Regions from separate parts of the Danio rerio genome. Here region 1 is linked to region 2. The links are chromatin contacts, called in public Hi-C maps. All regions are on one chromosome and are shown on one strand. Each heading gives the region's core, a stretch centred on a gene start, on an enhancer-like site or on the middle of the called end of the contact. The rest is flanking DNA. Distances are from core to core; before and after follow the strand shown.

Region 1 (6,590 bases), core at 3,145-5,644, 600 kb after region 2:
TGGTTTACTTCAAAGAAGCCATTGTAGCTTGTGGATGAACCGTGCACGCTCTCTGGACTGTGAACTCTTAACATAAAAATGGACTGCCTAAAATCACATAAATGAGTGAGTCATGTAAAGTCCATTTGCTGTGAGCAAAGCTTCAACACCAACAAAAACAATCCATTTGTCCCGATAAGTAAAGTCTAAGATTTACAAAGCATTTGTACCAGTGAAAATTATGTAAAAAACATTTGACGGTAAAACATTAGTGATGGGCACAGGGAATTTTGTGTGCATTTGTAGAAATTTCCTATTTAGAAACAACAGGATATACTCATGCCACATAATTTTCTAGGTTTTGAGGTAATTTGAGTTTACTGGTATTCATTTCATTATTTTACATCTCAAAATAGAAAGTTGTAACTCATTCCCTGCCTGTGTTAATGGTAGGTTACACACACCTATTGTCATTAACTCTTTATCAGTGCCTAATTTGCTGGTTTATGCACTGCATTAGACATCATGAAACTGATTTGTTGTGTCTTTGTGTTTCTTTTATTTCTGCATCTTTAGAATATTCACAGAACTCTTCTATCAGCACTTTTATAGGATTGCACGCTCTGGTGTTAAGTAAATCTCTCCTTCCCAGCAAGCACTTTTTGCTTTCAAAAGATGTCTAATAGATGTCTAAACATAGTTGTCTTGGCTAAAACAAGGTTGAATTTGCGCTGTCTGAGAAAATCAACGTATAAGAATAGGCCAAATCTAGACTAGTCATCAAAAAACAGAAATGAATGACTGCACTTATAGTCTGTCGATTCTGTCTATTTGACGACTAGTCTAGTTTTGAGCTATTGTCTATTAGATTTTCAGTTTAGTCTTGTTTTAGCCAAGCTGTCTACGTTTAGATGTCGATTAAACAAAAAAATTGTTTGTTGGGTTATATAGTACAGTAAGCCTGGCACAAATCTCAGTTGTCACAATGAGTTTGTTCAGTCAAGGACTGCATGGAGGAAGTTTTACAAACGTATATAAAGTTGGGTTTTTAAAAGTTTGCCATATTGTTGGATCCATTTAACAAAATGATGCTGATTTTAGTGTAAATACAGGCCCAGTTACAGTATGTGTGCAGTATGAACTGTAAAAAAGAAAAATAGTAACACATTAAAATAAGGCCTCTTTAATGAATGCATAAACTAGTCTGGTGGTTCCCAAAGTGGGGGTTGTGGGACATTGACAGGGGGTCGCTTGGTGATTTCCAGAAGTCAAATAAATTTTATTACACTATTAGTATTGGCATATTTTAACCATAACCCACAGAAGATACAAACAATAGTTAATAGTAAAAATCAACAACATGCAAATAAAAAGCCATCAGCCTTTAAATTATTTTTTTCATAGGATTGGTGTGTTTACGTTAGATTTACAACACCGCAAAAGCATCAGCTGGAGCACATTGATTTTATAGCACCAGGTTAAACTTTCTGACACCTTCATGACAATTAAATATATCAAAAATAAATACAGGCCACAACTGAACATAAAAGACTATCTCCGAGTGGCGGTCTCTACAATTAAACCAAGAAAACACTGTGTCTACCATTCTCATTAGTTGAGGTTAATCTTAAATTAAACAAATTAATGAATGAATATAAAATGATATGGTTGTTAGACTGTTGCACTTTTTGTGTTGTCAATATGTTGGTGTTTATGTAAGCCTATTTTTGTGTGAGCAACATTTGTATATTTTTTAACTGAGAAATTTGGGGGTCGCGAGTCACTGGCATTGTTATTTTAGGGGTCACGGGCTGAATAGTGTCGGAGCCCCAGAACTAGTCTGCTTACATGAATTGTTTTTAACATTAGTCACACACACACACACACACACACACACACAAACACACACACACACACACACACACACACACACACAAAAACATTCACAATCAGAATTGTTTCTTTATAATTAAATCTGCATATTAAAAAGATTTTTTTCAAGGATCGTGTGAAGACTGGAGTAATAACGCTGAAAATTTTGCTTTAACACTACAGGAATAAATTAGATAATAATCATATTATTTCACAACATTAATTATATTTATTATTCCAATGCTAATAATAATCCAAAATTATTCCAATATTATTGATCCATTAACCAATACATAAAAAGTAGCAGCTAAGCTCCTTAGCATTAGCATGAACTACGTTGTGCATTTCCATCCTACTGCCATATAGCTGCAGATCAGTGTGCGAAACATGAGGCCTGTAACTGAATCTGTACAAGTTAAAACCTAGCATACCTCTACCATATGGTGCTTATTGAATTACACTAAAAAATTCATTAGCGGCTGTCCCTTCTAATATAAGAAACAGATCTTACATTAACATTAGCTCACACTCTCAGAGCTCGGTTTACACTTTATGACTATTCTTATTACCCGTCTTCTAATAAACAAAAGCAACATGTTCCCTTTCTTATTTAGGCCTGCTGTTTTTGTGTTTAATCACAGATATATCTCTCATTCTGTCCTTTTCGCAGAAACTGCCATTAACACAATGGCGACCGCAGAACCTGCCCCAGCCTGGTGGAAACTGACCTTCCTGCGAAAAAAGAAATCGGAGCCAAAAGTGCTGTATGAAATCGCAGGAGACCACAGCAGCAATGGCGGAGAGGCATCTGGGACCACTGATGCTGCAACAGACAGCCAGTTTAATGCCCGCTTGGAGCGCATTGTGGACAAAACAGCAACAAAGGGGCGACATGTGAAAGTCTCGCATTCAGGTCGCTTTAAAGAGAAGAAACGAATCCGCTCTACTCTAGCAGAAAACCCTGAGCTTTTCCCTGAGGCCGAAACGACAGCTAATGAGAACAATAAAAGTGGAAAATAGAGTCGCTGTGTAAACACACTAGCATGTGTGTGTAAAGCAGCTCAAGAGGGCCAGCACTCTTCCAATTGACGTCCTCTGCCGTTTACAATCGCCTGAAGCTCTGAGCCTGAAGCAAGAGCAGGATCGCTGAATTAATGACTGATCTATACTGATGTTTGGTAACAAAGACATGCACAAACCCAAAGATCAGGTTTCTTCACAGATACACACAGCACCACTGCATTGTGGTCGACCCTTGAAAGGCTGACATTTAGCAAATGTTTAGCAAAGAGAAGGAATCAAACCAATCATATAGCAGCACAAGATGTCAGTAATGATAGTGGTTATTCTTTGATTATTTCTTATATATTATATGGTGAATCAGTTGCAGCTAGAGCACTTGTGATTCAACATATTAAAAAATTATTACAAGCATTGTGCTACAATGTTAAAAGGTTTTTTAGTAATGTCTATTCCAAATTTATACTGTAATTATATTAAACATAGATTGCTGGTATCTTTGAAAAACTAAATAAAAACAAAGTGTCATCATTGCTTGAATAGACCAAAATATATATTCTGAATAATAACTCTCTTGCTATAATACACAATTTTAGCCTCTTGTGTTGCTGTGTCGGGTTTCATTTAGATTTTTAATCTTGGTTGCTATTTATTGTACAGAGATTTTATAAAATGTAATCTGAAAATGGAGGGGGTTTATAATTGCTTTTTGTTTAATAAAATGGTCAAACATTTGCACAATGTCTAATTTAATAGTTTGCTTAGCTGTGATTAAACACTTAGTTTTGTACAAATGTATGCATTGTTTCAAATATACCTCTGTAGAAAATAAATTATTGCTTTCAAGATGTGGATTTATCTTTTATTCTGTATTTTTTCTTTTGAATTTTTCTATGTAAAAGCCTAAGAAACATTACCTACAACTTGACCTTCCTGGAAGTGGCTTCCAATTCTCCTTTGTTTCTACTCGAGTAGTTTATCCCTTTAATTATTTTTGTCAACCGCTAAGAACAACGATCTTCCTTTTTTGTTTTTCCAAAACAATATTTCCGAGGCAAAACTCGTGTTTTTAGTTTTTGTACCAGAAGAGGGCGATAAAACCAACTTTTTCCGGAAATTGCAGACGACCTTCCCTGAAATGACTCATACATGCTTTTGTGTTTGTTTTGACTTTGTCCTCACGAAATCTATTGGTCACTTATTGATACCGATATACACATATAATGTTGATATTTATTTGATATCTATCATACTTGACAAAACAGTACACCACAATACACTTAATGCCAAGCCATGTCAGTTTAATGACTTCAAAATAGATCACAAAATAATCATAAAATATTTCTGAACTGATCTAAAATTGTTAAAGGTTAAATTTCCAACTCAAAATTATACAAAACTGATAAAAAGTGATGGATCTATATGCTGTCTGTGCTCAACAACACAAGACGAAACGCTCCGGCGGAAGGATATGTCTGGGTGGTACTGCGTCCTATATAAACTTGAAACGCGTCGTCGCCGGCAGATCCGTTCTCTTGCAAAGCTGATTGTTGTTGAAAGCCGAGCGATTCTGCTCTCCGCCGAAATGGCCGTGTGAACTGCAGCCTGTAGACAGCGCGCAAACAACTCAGTGCATCAACATAGTGCACTGGTTCAGTACATTTATATCAAAATGGCGTAAGTATAATTTTTTTGATTGTTTTAAAATGTTACGTCGTGTCTGGTAGCCGGCGAGACGGAAGTGTTGCGTTAGAAGTTCAGCCAAATAAGCATTAATGTGTCCAGTTTATTTTAGTCGTGATTGTCAAACAATGTATTCATATTATGTTTATAATAGATCATGGTAAATGGTTTCTGTGAAAATGGGGTCATTACATGTCGTCTGGAGTCGGGTTTAGCGCGCCATGTGTCAACCTGACAATGACAAGATCATTCGATGAATTTATAGTCATTTCTGCTTTAAAATCCACTTTAACGTATATGTTTTATTTAGTAAATGAGTGTCAAATCTCTCAGATAATGGTGAATTCAATTAAATTGAGTGGGACTGTTTAATTTATTATTCTTTGTTATTGCGTGCTCGTTATAAAATGGCGCACGTTCCTGAAAGGGGAGCGGCGAGTCCCTGAAATGGCGGATTTGCCCATTTTAATAAAGCAATAGGACGTTGAACTATGTTTTTACCAAAAATGTTTGTGTTCACCTAATTTTAGTGTTGTATGAAAAGAGTAGCCTAACGTGACTTGACTCGGGTATATTTGTATTTGTTTTTTTATTAATGGAAGCTAGTCTGCTGACTGGAAGTGACAAAGAACATCACGTGGTAAATGCCCATATATGGGTAGAGAAGGGTGTGGGCTGATGGTGTGATTATGAGTCAGAAATAACTTGTGGGCCTTTTCCTAGAGTCTGTTTATTTAGTTTTCTTTTAAGTCATGTTATATAAGAGAATAACTACTTTTTTTGTTTTGTTTACAGGTCCTTTGTGGCAACTCTGATCTTTGCTGTACCCGACAGCACGAAATTATTTGAATTCTCAGTAGAAGATTCTCTGATTCCACTTGAAATAGACAGCCATGTCTTTGATGAGCTCACGGTTTGGCCTGGACGATATGGAGGTCCTTCTCTGGGACCCATCATCACCGATGGCTGACCCTCTGCGGTCAATTCTAGATAAAGATGAAGAGGTTCTTCCTCTTGGAGGTGCTGAATCACCCCTCTCATCTTTCTCTTCCTCTTCACTTCCCTCTCTTTCCCCACCTTGTACTCCTCCCTCCCCTCAGAGGGGGGAGAAGGCTGGGCTTGATCCGGTGTCTCTGCCCTGGTTACCCTCAGATGAGCTGTGCCTAGATAATCGTGGCACAGACAGTGGTGAAGGTGAGGTGTAGACATTTGAAAACGTACATCATTTCTTTGTAAATACTTTTCCATAAGCATTTTATGGCATTCAGTTGTGAGATTAATTAATTTTTTTATTTCAGATCATTCGTTTAGTGGAATGGATTGGATGACAGAACGAATTGATCTGAGTGAGTTTGATCTGGAGTCTTTGATAGACTCTTATGATTCTGAGGATCCACCCAGTTCTCCTGAGGAGCTCATTGCTTCTCTGGAGTCACAGATTGACCTGGAGTCCCTGCCTGTAGCTTCTGACAATACTTCACCCTCTCCATCAGCCTCTGTCCCTGAAATTGATCAACTCTCCAACCTTTCATTCACTTTGAATACTCCAGTTACTACACATCTCATTCCCCCATCCCCTTGTGAAATCTTAGATTCCTCCTCGGTGGTCCCTGAGCCCCAGGCTGAGTTTGAGATCAAGTCTGAACCAGCCTCTCCAGTCCCTTCACCTTCAGTCCTTCCCCCTGAGTCCCCTACTGACACTCTTGAGCTTGGTTGCGAGGTGGACATAGCAGAAGTTCAGAGTCCATCCCCTGTAGAGTTGCGGGTTCCTAAATTTGTCCTCTCTTTGTCCCCGACCCGCATTGTTTTTGTACTTGCTCCCAAAGAGGAGGTTAATGCAATGGCTACCCATTCAGGTGAGGTGGTTGTGGAAAGTTCCCCAAGTCCAACCTTCTCTGAACCCAAAACCCCATCCTGTCCTCCGTCCCGCTCTTCTAGAGCAAAGCCCTACCTTTCCCACGATTTTAAGACCACCAAAAATCAGCAGTCAGAGTCGCCTACCCTTACAGGACGAGTGAAGTCAGCCAGTGGCTCAA
Region 2 (6,423 bases), core at 2,354-4,853:
ATACTTCGATAATACATAAGAAACAGATCAAAGATTTTCCTTATTTTTTATTTAATTCACCTTTTTGTAAAACTTTCAACAACTCAGTAAAAAACAGAGCACTTCTGTAAAATAGCTTGAATAATCAAGTAATAAGTAAGATACATTCTTCACGTCTTGCAATCCCAAGTAAACATATCTCACAGTTTGGTATGGCAATGTTGTTGTCATCAATTTTATTGGTTGTTGCTAGATCAGATATGGTTGCGCTGGAAGTTAACAAGAATTATTTATATTACTTAATACATTTCCCATTAACAGTATTTTATTAACCTCTTCTCATACCCCAACCATAAACTCAACCATCACAGTAATGTAAAAACAGTAGTTGTACTGAGAATTATTTGTTATTCATTAAATTACCCAATAAATTTTTTAAACCTCTACCCTTAAAGTCACAGTACTGTAAAAATATTAATTAGTGTAATACAGTGTCACAAAAATTATGCTATATTTGATGTGTATCCGCAGCTATATCGTATCTAGACTTTACCCCATACTTGTGCTTTCCATTTCAAGCTGCTTCCGTGTTCTACTTTGCCGGCGTTTAACCAATAGCGCATCTGCAACAAAGTGATGTCATGCCGCAAACGTTGCCTTTTTTTGCATGGAGTTAAGAAAGATGTCTAACTCTGTTCCACCGCATAACTTTAGATGTGTTAAAAATAATGAGAATCTATCTATCTATCTATCCATCTATCCATCTATCTATATATATATATATATATATATATATATATATATATATATATATATATATATATATATATATATATATATATATATATATATATATAGATAAGTAACGTCTGATTCAAAGTCTAAAACTCAGAGTGTGATCGAGCCTGATTTCCGATCAGGTAATCAAATCTGGACATCCCCAAAGGAGTATGGTTTATTAAAAACAACATTGCTAAATTAAACGTATAACTTTACCCTTTAAAGCATCAACACAATAAAAGATTAAGCCGGCACACATTTTGATTTACAGAAGTGTTTATATACCCCAAAATCTTGTAACTAAAAACAATTTGATCATCACATACTGAAAAGCTCACAGAAAGAATCAGTGCAGACTTCAATGAATAATTAATTTTTTTTTTTTTAATTTTGCCCTTATATTATTTAAACTTATAACTGAATAAGTAGTGTAAACGTAATGCACATTGATAACAATGCATGAACCGTGCATGTGCAAAGCATTATTGTTCACTAATATTATAACAAAAGAAGGAAGGATGGAGGGAGTGCATAAGAAAGTGGGATATGATGAAATACCACTAACTGTGCAAGTCTCTGAAATGTTGCTGCTTACCTTAGTCATGTCATGGGGATCTGGGACCACAAACATACCTGGAGGGGGTTCTTTATAAATGGACATAATGTCTCTAAATGGAGGAAAGAAGACAGAGAATCACTAACAACACTGAGAAATTACTCCAGTAAACAAGTATCCGTCACATAACCCTCCACTTTTATCAAAGCACGAGACGGAAACAGAAGTCACATATATACCATGCCAAGAAAATCATCAGATCAATAAATGCCTGGATTACACAGTCAAACCGCACATAAACAAAACTGACTGGCTGTAACTGAGTGCATTGGTTTTGTGTCCACATTTCCATTATTAGTCCTCTGGGGACATCTATCAAAATATTGCCCAGGCCAAAGTCATTGCCAAGTGACAATTCCCAAAAGTGGCAACACTCACTGTGTCTCAAAAGCAACATGCCCACAACAAATTAATCTGCAAATATGCTTGTAACAGTGGGCTTAAAAAGGTTTCAGCATGCAAGGTAGTACAGATGGACTTGATGTTGGCTTAATCTTTTTCTCTACTTAAAATGCAAAATGTAGTGATAACTAGTTGGGTGGATGTCTGAATCACACTTTGCACTCAGATAAAGTAAGTTACTATTGGTGTGTTTAATGTTCAGTTTTGTATGCAACAGCCATTAATACTGAAGAAAGGTGTGCACAACTAAGATGTAAATGAATTAGAAAAAACAAAACAACAACTTAACTTTAAACAATTAATATATTTATTTTTAAAACTTTCATATTTATAATATTTTAATGCCATTTGACTACTGTTTAAAGTCTTATTTATTAATTTGCCATAACTCAATTGCTTTTTAAAAAATTAATTACACATATATTATAAAGTCTACTATTTATACATTTGCCACGGTTTATGGAAGTAAACAATCCATATCGAAGATGGAAATATATAATTAATAATAATTTCTCACATTTATATAGCTGTGTTCTGGACGCTCAAAGCCTAAATATCTCCTTATCCAACAGCAGAGAATGGTGTTTGATGAATTGAAAGTTCCAAAGCATATGGTTTATTGAAAATAACATTGCTTAATTAAATGTACAACTTTAGCTTTTAAAGCATCAATACAATAAAAGATTAAGCCCTCACACATTTTGACTTGCAGAGAACACCCAACTAGAATGAAAAACAACTTCGTATAATAACAATAAATTTTTGAATGATTTCATTTTAAGGTTATCACTATTTATTAATTTGACCTAAATTCCTCAACATTTTATTAAAGGCTTAACCAAGACATGTATATTTAGGATTGAAATAAAATTTTATTAAGTAAACGTTCCATCAAAATAAAAAATCTAAAAATGTTTAACAATGTGTTATTGCTTTGGTCCACTATTTCCATGCCAGCAGCACAAAATGACAGCTACAAATTGAATCGATTAAGTTCATTCAGCATTAATATTTACTTTTCAATCGCAAAGAGGCTGACATAAAACTTCTCTTAAATTTCCCTAAACAAACTCTGACACTTCAAGACAGTCTATCGTTACCTTTTTATTCGGAGAATACACTGCTGAGACGCCTTTTCGTTGTCCCAGTCGGTGCTTAACGTGGGATCCCAGGAGGTGGCGTGAATTTGAGACAGGAGGCCCGCTCCGGCCGGGACTCCAGAACCGATACCGGGCGGCAGGGATGGAAGAACGGCCACGGGGACTGTGGAACTGACCGCATGGGTGAGCACACCGAGCCCGCTCTCCACGGCCGGAGTGATGGTATGCGCCATCCCGGGCTCGACCACAGCCAGGCCGGTGTCTGCCGGAGGCGGTGAGGCTGATGAATGCCCCGGTATAGAATTACCCAAACTCGCGGACAACTGCGCTCCGTGGCCCTGCGCCGCCCCCACGGAACCGTTGGCCTCCTCCGTAACGCTGTCCGCCATCGCCGATGAGACCGAAGAGCCGCAAACTGTTTGACCAGCTGTCAGTTCAATCAGTTTCCTTTGCAGTTTCTGTTTCTCCTCGCTCGGAAGCAAGTGGAGGAGGGCAGGACGAGAAATAACTCCTACATATTCTCCCGTTTCCCTCTTCCGACCTCAACTATTATAACGACCTATCTCAAAGGAGGAACTAAGTTTAACGTTTTATACGAATTAGCAGTGTTCGGCGAAGCATTCAACGTTCACATCAATGAGTAACAGTGTCTAAACGCCCGTAAACGTAGTTTCTCCTCGCTCGGCCAGGCCTGTTTATAAATGTTGTTTCATTTCTCTTCACTTCCTCCTCGTTTGGGTGGAAACAGCGTCGTCTAGTGGTGCACTCCTGTGAAGAATTATAATGTATTTATTTAACATGCGACATACACACGATGTCAGGCGTAAGACACGCCTTATAATAGTTATTGGTTAATTTATTAGTAAAAGTTAGCACGAGACGCGTACATTTGCAAGCGTTTCATCTATATCAGTTTACGGAAACTATCCAAAGTTTTTATTAGTCTCAGATTACGTTGTTATTTCTGTTACCATGGCAACATCATATTTTTGACTACTACGCCATCATAAATTGTAGAAAGTACAGAAAGGCGGCGGCTTTTAGACACATTTAACTTTTAATTATAATTTTGATTAAGTGGCCAAATTCTGACTAAGGACAGTTTAATGAGCTGGCCATTTTTTATTTGACCATATAGTTTTTATTTTTAAACAAGTTTTACTAGATTCCTATATATATTTTTTTTAAATTATGGATAATAATAAATTATTAACAACTTTTTCCATATTTCTTTTTATTTTTTTTAAATGTTAATCTCATAACAATATTTATAAATCTTAATTAACTTACAGGTTTATAAATTTGAAAATAAAAGCTTCTTAGTAAAATAGCCTACTATGGTAAGCACTTTAACAACGGTTACGATCACCATCCGGAAAGCTGATCAAAGATTAGTTCTTAAAATGCCAGTAAAACGCATAATTAAATAGAAAATCGAGAAGAATACTTGCAAAAAAGTCCACTTATTCAGAAATAATAATAAAAAAAACACTCTATTCAATAGGCCAGTTACAGGCCTGAAATCATTTTCCATCATGTTCAACAGATGAAAAACCCTTATTCACATTAAAAAGAAAATCAGCCCTTTATTTACTCACCCCATAGCATCTGTGTGACTTTCTTCTTTTAGCCAATTTGAAGATATAAAAATATAGCTTCTGACAGTTTCAAGCTGTACAATGGCAGATAATGACTGTTTTGTATCTAGGATCCAAAACAAGTCCAATACAGTTCATCCATCCACAATACAGTGCTCACAACTCTATGAATAGATTTGTGAGCTAATCAACAGCTGGTTAATAAAGGTCTCCTGCAGTGATTGATTCATTTTTATTACAACATTAACTGTCAAAAATATTAAAGTTTGTATTATATATTTGTTGAATATAGATTGAGCGTTCAGCAGACACTTTCCCGGAATGGTGTAGGCGGTGGGACGAATGTACAAGTGAGGCAAATGTGGAATTTTTCCAAATGAATTGGACTGAATGAAAAATCACATGCAGCTAGAGTGACCTGAGGGTGAAACCACATGAGGGGCAGGTGAGTAAATATTCAATTTTGGGTGAACCATCCCTTTTAAGGTTAGAAACAACTTAAGGTGAATTCAGCTTTCGGTGAAAACTCAAATAATTTAGCAGTGAGAATACACAGAATTACCTTAACTTCACCTTCAGCAGAAATTAGTATATTTGATCAGTGATTATTAGTTTAACTATCAGCCAAACTACGAGAGCATCATCTTCACCTTCTAGGTGTAATTTGTGCTAAACTTACAATTGATTACCAATTGCAGTAAATTGTGCTAGAAAAAAAAAACCACAAACAAAAAAAAAAAAAATCCAATGGAAATTAAGATTGTTTTGTGCTGCTGGGGGAAATTTGTGAAAAAGTGTACAATGTTATTTGATACATCTAAAATTAACAGCATAATTTGAAAAAAGTGTGTATGTGTCCAAACTCTTTCCCTGGGCGGGTGTCTTGCTTAGTTAAGCTTCAACTGCCTTTAACTCACTTACCTGGAACAATTAGTATACCTAGAAAGAGCTTGATTAGCTGGCTCAGGTGTGTTTAATTGGGGTTTGGAACTTAAATATGCAGGACACCAGCCTGTGGTCTCAAACTCAACTGCTGGAGGACCGCATCTCTGTACAGTTTAGCTCTAACCACCTACATCTCATACCTCTCTAGTAGTCTTAAACACTCAATTGGATCAGCTGTATTTGATTAGGGTTGAAGCAAAACTGTGCAGAGCTGCGGCCCTCCAGGAATGGTTTAGGACCTACGATCTAGGCAATTACCAGAGTAATTCTGGTATCCATCTTTTACCATGTGATTCAATCACGTACATATGCACAAATCATCTAAATTATTCTTTGAACTAAAATGAACTTAAGTGTACCTTAAACTAAGCACCAATGTGCACGTAAATAACTGTACGTTTGTCTAAATCAAGACCATATTATACATTTAACCACTGTGTGGTCTTCAGGTATTAATGTATAATACAATCAGTAAGTTCTTTCTTTGATGATATTTGCATAATGACAACAAATCTAAAAATAAATAAACGTGAATTCAATTAGTTAAATAAAAAAAGCCAAGGAGTGTTTGCATTCTTAGGAGAAACAAAACGCACAAGAGCAATAGGGATTTCAACCATTTATTCAGATGGTCTTATGTGAAGGGAGTTCTTACATAAAACGTTCAGATAGAGAAAAACGGTACAGGGGAACATAAAAAGGAGAGTTTCTTGTAGTTTTGTTGGAATGGCAATGCCACGGCCTATGCTGTGTGTCAGAGTTCCAATCTCCTGATTGAGGGAGTCGAACCGCATTGAAGACAAAACATCCAGATTACATGGCGAACAGGATGAGGAACGCCACCATCAGACAGAACAGACCCATGGCCTCAGACAATGCAAAGCCCAAAATGGCATAGGAAAAGAGCTGCTGTTTCAAGGAGGGATTCCTGCAAATTGATAAAAGTGATTAGACAAACTACATATGCAAACAAACTAAATAGAAGAGCCTGATTTTAAAGCTC

Evidence for each region. Hi-C and Micro-C count contacts between places; a contact is called where the count stands out from the background.
Region 1: a Hi-C map of hematopoietic stem cells shows a contact between it and region 2, with 4 times the contacts expected there. The contact joins the promoter of atf4b here to the promoter of ube2z in region 2. A contact is called at or near these places in 1 of 18 Hi-C or Micro-C datasets (hematopoietic stem cells) and 1 of 4 datasets of contacts at active chromatin or transcription factors (embryo).

The regions. Positions count from the first base shown.
Region 1 is chr3:22,934,899-22,941,488 of GRCz12tu, forward strand. It overlaps atf4b (activating transcription factor 4b), which reads left to right and starts at 4,395. Exons shown (of 3, transcript NM_001103192.2): 1 at 4,395-4,548; 2 at 5,350-5,748; 3 at 5,853-6,590. The coding sequence starts at 5,448. It overlaps prr15la (proline rich 15 like a), which reads left to right. Exons shown (of 2, transcript NM_001003478.1): 2 at 2,522-3,723. The coding sequence starts at 2,539. The coding sequence ends at 2,871.
Region 2 is chr3:22,333,155-22,339,577 of GRCz12tu, forward strand. ube2z (ubiquitin-conjugating enzyme E2Z) reads right to left here and starts at 3,604. Exons shown (of 7, transcript NM_001002330.5): 1 at 2,878-3,604; 2 at 1,355-1,427. The coding sequence starts at 3,266. atp5mc1 (ATP synthase membrane subunit c locus 1) reads right to left here. Exons shown (of 5, transcript NM_213028.1): 5 at 6,029-6,348. The coding sequence ends at 6,234.